Regions from separate parts of the Pan troglodytes genome. Here region 1 is linked to region 2. A link is a contact called in public HiChIP or PLAC-seq data. All regions are on one chromosome and are shown on one strand. Each heading gives the region's core, a stretch centred on a gene start, on an enhancer-like site or on the middle of the called end of the contact. The rest is flanking DNA. Distances are from core to core; before and after follow the strand shown. Region 1 holds the start of ALAS1 (5'-aminolevulinate synthase 1). Region 2 holds the start of POC1A (POC1 centriolar protein A).

The links. HiChIP or PLAC-seq counts read pairs in DNA pulled down with a chosen protein or histone mark.
Region 1: an H3K4me3 HiChIP or PLAC-seq map of stem cell-derived excitatory neurons shows a contact between it and region 2, with 2.7 times the contacts expected there. The contact joins the promoter of ALAS1 here to the promoter of POC1A in region 2. A contact is called at or near these places in 1 of 7 Hi-C or Micro-C datasets (stem cell-derived neural progenitor cells) and 1 of 1 datasets of contacts at active chromatin or transcription factors (stem cell-derived excitatory neurons).

What each region holds. Positions count from the first base shown.
Region 1 is chr2:56,241,230-56,244,488 of NHGRI_mPanTro3-v2.0_pri, reverse strand. It overlaps ALAS1 (5'-aminolevulinate synthase 1), which reads right to left and starts at 1,255. Exons shown (of 11, transcript XR_010155599.1): 1 at 1,080-1,255; 2 at 1-106.
Region 2 is chr2:56,196,622-56,199,636 of NHGRI_mPanTro3-v2.0_pri, reverse strand. POC1A (POC1 centriolar protein A) reads left to right here and starts at 1,264. Exons shown (of 12, transcript XM_063806806.1): 1 at 1,264-1,337; 2 at 1,513-1,802. The coding sequence starts at 1,785.

The DNA of each region.
Region 1 (3,259 bases), core at 6-2,505, 45 kb before region 2:
GATTTGCCTGCTTTCTGCAGAAAGGCCTGGGGGACTCGGGATAAGAATGGGCAGCGGCGAACAACACTCTCCATGTTCAAGAAGTATGCTGGCTCCTGTGGAAAGACTGATGAAGAGTGACATCAACAGTTGTTAATAATCAGGCAAATATCACTGCAAGCTCACTGGATTCAGGTGTCAACTGCAGTTTATATAAAGGGTACCCTGGAATACTAACACTTCTCCCTCAAAAATGCCTAAGGACAGCACTGATGTGAGCTAAGGAATGGTGACCACACTTTACCCGGGCCACCAACTTCTTCATTCCCCAGCGCTACACAAAGGCACCTGCAAAGCAACTTCACCAAATGAAGTAAATACTGACAGTACATAATCAAGGGGGCGGAAGGATGAGGGAAAAGTCAAGAACAGGTTTGGGAGGCCAGAGGTTTCTTAGGGAGATGCACAGTGCAGATAAGACATCTTGGCTTACATCTAGGTGGAGAAGGGATGGTGGGGAAGAAGCCACTCATCCATCCAGGCAGGGAAGACTCTTAGGGATCCTGACTTTCTCCTGGTCCCCACATCCCCTAAACCCGAGGAAGGGGTCCAGCGGGGTCCCGAGTCCCTGAAGCAAGGATTCCTCCGTGGTCGTGTCCCCACAGCGGGAAGAACTGGGCATAACTGAGAAAGGAGGGGCACAAATGAAGGTAGGGGTATGAGGGCCAGCGCCTTGGGCCTCACTGGGGACGCGCAGGGGCTTATAAAGTCGAGAGAGTTGAGTCTGGAGAAAGAAGGCAGTCCTCCGGCAGTGGGGGTCAGAGGTGACCCGCGGTCGAGGTCTCGAGAATGACGGGAGGGGTATGAGAAGGGAATTCTAAAGCGGCGGGTTCAACCGGGAATAGCCGGAAGGGGCCGAAAGGGGGAAACTGAGGCGGCCGTCTAGGCAAAAGATCTGGAGGATAAACGCTGACCTCAAGGCGGCGGGTGACTGGGACAGTGGGGGATGGGGTCCCAGCACCCAGGGCAGCGGTGCCACGGCTGGCAGGACACCCCGGGGCTTCCTCGGCCGGCGCCGCACCTACTGCGCGGGCCCTCACCTGCGCTGAGGACTCTGCAGAGGCGGCGGCGAAGGAGACGGGCACTCAAGTCGAGAAGTCCAAACGAAACGCTCGTTGCCCTTGTCCGGGAGCAGCCTCAGGCCGCGATCGCCGGCGCCTTAATATACAGCGGGAGTGACCGCTGCGCATGCGCCTTGGGCGCTGCCTTCTTCCGCGCAGGCGCGCCGCGTAGCCCTCGGCGAGCCGGGGGGCGGGGCAGAGAGGCCCACTTCTTGGGCTCTGCGGATATCGGTGCTGCCGGGGATTCCCCGGCTCGCCTGCAGGGAGGAGGAAGCGCTAGGCGGTGGGCGGACGAGGTCTCTTTTCCCGACCTCATCCTGCACCCTCGTGCTGCCTCCCCACCAACTACCCTGGGCTTCAGAACCCTACGCCCCAATTGAGTATAAAATGGCAAGGTCGAGGCGAGGTGCCGCTAGGGCCAAGTTGGGGGCTACAGGTTTGTTAAGCTGGGTGTCTTGGACATGGAGGAAGAAGGAGATCCAAGGGGTTCTGGGCCGGGGTGTTAAGCAGGATCCATCCCACCTGCGGCTTGCTTTGGAAACTGTGAACAAGGGCTTCCCGGAGGAGGTGGAGCTGGCTATATCGCCCACAAATGGAGTGGTCCTGGCAGGATGCGGAAGAAGCGGGACACTCAGCTGTGGCACTTTCTGGTCTAAGATGATCCAGAGGGGACAGAGGAACAGGGCTAGGGTGGAACCCATCCACTCCACAGCTCTGAGCACTTGGGGAGGAGGGGAAGGCACAGGGCCTGACAATAGTTAGCGTGTAACAAATATTAGCCACTATTTTTATTTTCCATCCAGGGTTGTCTGAAGCCCCTTGCTGGCCACCCTGGGCACCAGCAGGGTGGCTTAGGCCTCCATGCCAAAGGTCAGCGTTGGGCCATACCTCCATTGAGTTTCCCGGGTACAACACATAAAGTGTAGGGCTTGGCAAACCCGTCTCAGGAATGTCAGTCTGGTTTCCTTGCCCCACACCCTTCCCAGCTTGGCTTGGGCTGTGTTGGGCTGGGCCTGTGCCAGGCTCAGAGGTACTCTCCTCCATTCTTGAGGAAAGGGCCTTTGAGGGTATTCCTTTCCCAGCTGAGCATTAACAAGAGGGACAAAGTCCAGAATGATGGTGACCAGGGTGTGTCCAGGTACTTTGCATTTCTGTCTCTGAGCACCCAGCTGGCTGCAAGGCAGGTGAGGTGAGTCTCCACCTTCAGAGGAGGCACCTGGGTTCAGAGTGGCAGTGGGACCAGTCCAGGATGAGGGCTTTGGTCTGAGAGCTCGAGACCCAGTTCTGTGCCATTCAGCCAAGAGATCCTGGGCAGTGCCCATCACCCAGAGAAGATGAGAGAGAAAAGGTCAGCACTTGGACTTGGACCCAAGTGCAGCTGGAAGTGGGAACAGAATAAGGATGATATTGAGTGCTTTGCTCATCTTTGGGCCTTGCTTTCCTTATCTGGGCAATAGGATCATAATCCCTGAAATGCCTGCCTCACAGGTTGTTTTTGTTGTTGTTGTTATTTTGTTTGTTTGTTTGAGACAGAGTCTCCCTCTGTTGCCCAGGCCGGAGTGCAGTGGCACAATCTCGGCTCACTGCGACCTCTGCCTCCCAGGTTCAAGCGATTCTTCTGCCTCAGCCTCCTGAGCAGCTGGGATTACACCACCACGCCCAGCTAATTTTTGTATTTGTAGTAGAGATGGGGTTTCACCATGATGGCCAGGCTGGTCTTGAACTCCTGACCTCAAGTGATCACCCTCAGCTTCCCAAAGTTCTGGGATTATAGGCATGAGCCACTGCGCCTGGCCCTCACAGGGTTTTTTGGGGGGTGATCAGAGGCAAAGCCAAAGCAGAAAGAACTGGATAGTGGAGTTGGGCATGGGTTTCAAACCCAGCTCTGAATCTTACTTGGCCATAGACTTGGGCAGGCCACAACCTCTTCAAGGCTTGGTTTCCTGATTTGTAAAGCTCTCCCAGCCCTGCCACTTGTGGCTGGCAGGAGGGTCAGGTGAAGTCCTGTATTTCAGAGGTTTATTGTTTAAACCAGCCAGTCCCTAGCCCTCTGGGAGTTTCCTGTTTAATATAGAGAAAGATTGGGAAACAAGGCCGACTCACATGGAAAGTGAAATAGAGTGTTGTAAGCAACTCCAGATGGAGGAAGAGGAGGAGGC
Region 2 (3,015 bases), core at 15-2,514:
TGTCAAAGGTCAGGGGCACCTCCACTCAGAATCCTTTCGTGGTTGCCAAACTGTCAACCCGAAAGGTCTCAGTCAACTTAGAAAATTTATTTTGCTAAGGTTAAGGACACACCCATGACACAGCCTCAGGAGGTCCTGACAACATGTGCCCAAGTGGCCTGGGCACAGCATGGTTTTATACATTTTAGGGAGACAAAATACATCAATCAATACATGTAAGATTTACATTGGTTTGATCTGGAAGGACAAGACAACTCGAAGTGGGAAACTTCCAGGTCATTGGTAGATTTAAACATATTCTGATTGGCAATTGGTTGAAATAATTATTATCAGTAGAAAGGGATATCTCGGTTAAGATAAGGGGTTATGGAGACCAAGGTTTTACCATGCAGATGAAGCCTCCAGGTAGCAGGTTTCAGAGAAAATAGATCGTAAATGTTTCTTATCAGACTTAAGGTTTTTGTTGATGTTAATGCTGGAGAGTATAATGAGGCATGTCCAACCCCCACTTCCCATCATGGCCTGAACCACTCTTTCAGGTTAAATTTGAGTGCCCTGGCCAAGCAGGGAGTCTATTCAGATGGTTGCTGGTGGCCTTCAAATTTTATTTTATATATATATATATTTTTTTTGAGACAGAGTCTCCCTCTGTTGCCCAGGCTGGAGTGCAGCGGCAACATCTAGGCTCACTGCAACCTCTGCCTCCGGAGTTCGAACAATTCTCCTCCCTCAGCCTCCCGAGTAGCTGGGTTTACAGGCGCGTGCCACCACGCCCGGCTAATTTTTGTATTTTTAGTAGACATGGGGTTTCACCATGTTGGCCAGGCTGGTCTCATACTCCTGACCTCAGGTGATCCACCCACCTCGGCCTCCCAAAGTGGCAAAGTGCTGAGATTACAGGCGTGAGCCACTGAGCCCGGCCTCTCCTTCTTTTAAAGACTGGGTTTCTAACAGCTTCTGAGGCCTTAAGGATCCTGACAGGGCCGGGCTGCACCACACTCCCTCGTGTTACAAATGGGGAAACCGGGGCACAGAGCAGAGGCGTTTTTCCTGAGATCACACAGCCAATCAGGGCGAGAACTGAGAATCGAACCTTGATCTCTCCACTCCATGATTGTGATTCCGAGTAACTCATGTTATTTTAAATCGACACTTGTCTTAAGAACGTTCGGACGGCGAACCACTGAGAGTTCCCGAGGGGCGAATACTCAGCTCTCAGTAGGTTCCTGCGGGGAAAATCTGGCTGCGCCGGCGCGCGCGGGTGCTTTAAGGCAATCTGGTTACAGCAACCCACGTGTCCTCCGCTTCCGGGATCCTTAAGGCCGTCGCTTCGGGTGGTAAAACCCGGCCCGCCCTCACGTCATGTTGGGAACTGTAGCTCCACCTTCCTCCAGACATAGGGGCGTGGGCGGCTTGGAACTGCATTTCCCAGCAGGCTGCGCTCGCCGTTAGAGTAGCCGGACGACGGGCTGGTGGGGTGAACCCTTCATCCTGGGTCTTTTAATTTCTCAGGCGGAACGAGTGGCGGCGGACAGAGGCTTTTGGCTGCGCTGTCTGTGGGTTGTCTGGGCTTGGGGAACTGGGCACGGAGACCGTGGCGCCGGCCGCCGGTCATACAGCTCTGCTTCCAGTCGTCGGGCAAAAAGCTGAGGCGCTTCTCCTTTAATTGCGGTGGGCGGGGCGTGCCGACGCGGCCCGCGTTGCTATTGGTGGCCGTTGGGGGCGCGGAAACTGAACGGGCCGCAACGGCCACCGCAGCTGCCTTCGGCGTCGCCAGCCCCGCCATGGCTGCGCCCTGCGCGGTAAGCCCAGCCGAGAGCAACTCCCCAGGCCTCAGTCTCCCCGCTGGGACACTGGGCGCCTAGTGGCCAGAGCGATGGCTGCGAGGGGCGGGCGGGGCGCCAGGTTCCAGGGTGGTCCTCTTCAGGTCCAGTTTACCGTCTGCGCAGGGGGCGCTGGGTCGGGCACTTTCTGAGCGCCTCCTGCGTGCCAGGCCCTGCGCTGGGTTTCTGGAGCGAACAAACAGGCCTCTGCCTCCATAGTTTGCATCCTAGCGAGGGACACACGACCAAGTCCCGACTCATGTGTGACCTGGGGCCGGTATCGGGCCTCTCTAGCCATTCTCCACGTCCTTAGCAGTGGGTGGCTGCGTGGGGTCTTGTTGAGGGTACACCCTGCTCCAGCAGGTAGGTACAGCAGGACGCTGGGATGCCCGGGCCTGCAGTGTGAGCGGGGCGGAGCCGCCCTCTCTGAGTTCACATTCCTCCAGAGGTCCTCATTTCGAGAGATTTCTTTGAACGGGCAAGGCCCTCTGGCTGATTGGAGAGTCAGGGAGGCTGGGTGGTAGCCTGTGATGCCCTGAGGCACTTGAGGACATGGACGGAGATTCCAGGCTAGGATACAGACCTTTTGACTCCTAATCTGGTACTCTACCTCCCTTCCTGTCCCCTCATGTATAAACCACTGTTGAGGGAGATGAGGCCCACATGCAGGGAACTACAGAGGGGAGGCGGTGTTGAGAGATACCATGGGCCTACTGGTCAGGGGTGGACCTGAACTTGCCTCTGCCCACTGAGCCTAGAGGCGGACACTCTCTTACGCATGTTCTTTCAAGAAGCTTAGGTGAGAGCAGAAGGCTCTGTTGGGGACCCTCCCCCAGCTGCTCCTCCCTCTGTTGTTGAAAGGAGACTCTGACAGGTGCGTTAGGGGTGGAGCTGGGCACAAGGCCATAGGGCCTTTGTTCTGGTTACTGCTCTGTAGGGTGGCAGTGGCTTTGCTGTGCCCCAAGGACATCCTTTCCCAGGAGGAGCCTTTGGGCTTCCTGGAGCACCCAAAATGCTTCTTTGAGGTTTCTGATACTTAGAGTAGGGGGAGATGTTTGGATGGCTGAATTATAACCCTTCAAGTGTTAAGACACAAGCTGCTATTGGATGGAGAGAGTCTCTGGAGTATTCTCTCTGGTGTTTTAACTTTATTAAGTTATTCATACACCACAGAATTCACCTTTTAAAGTGT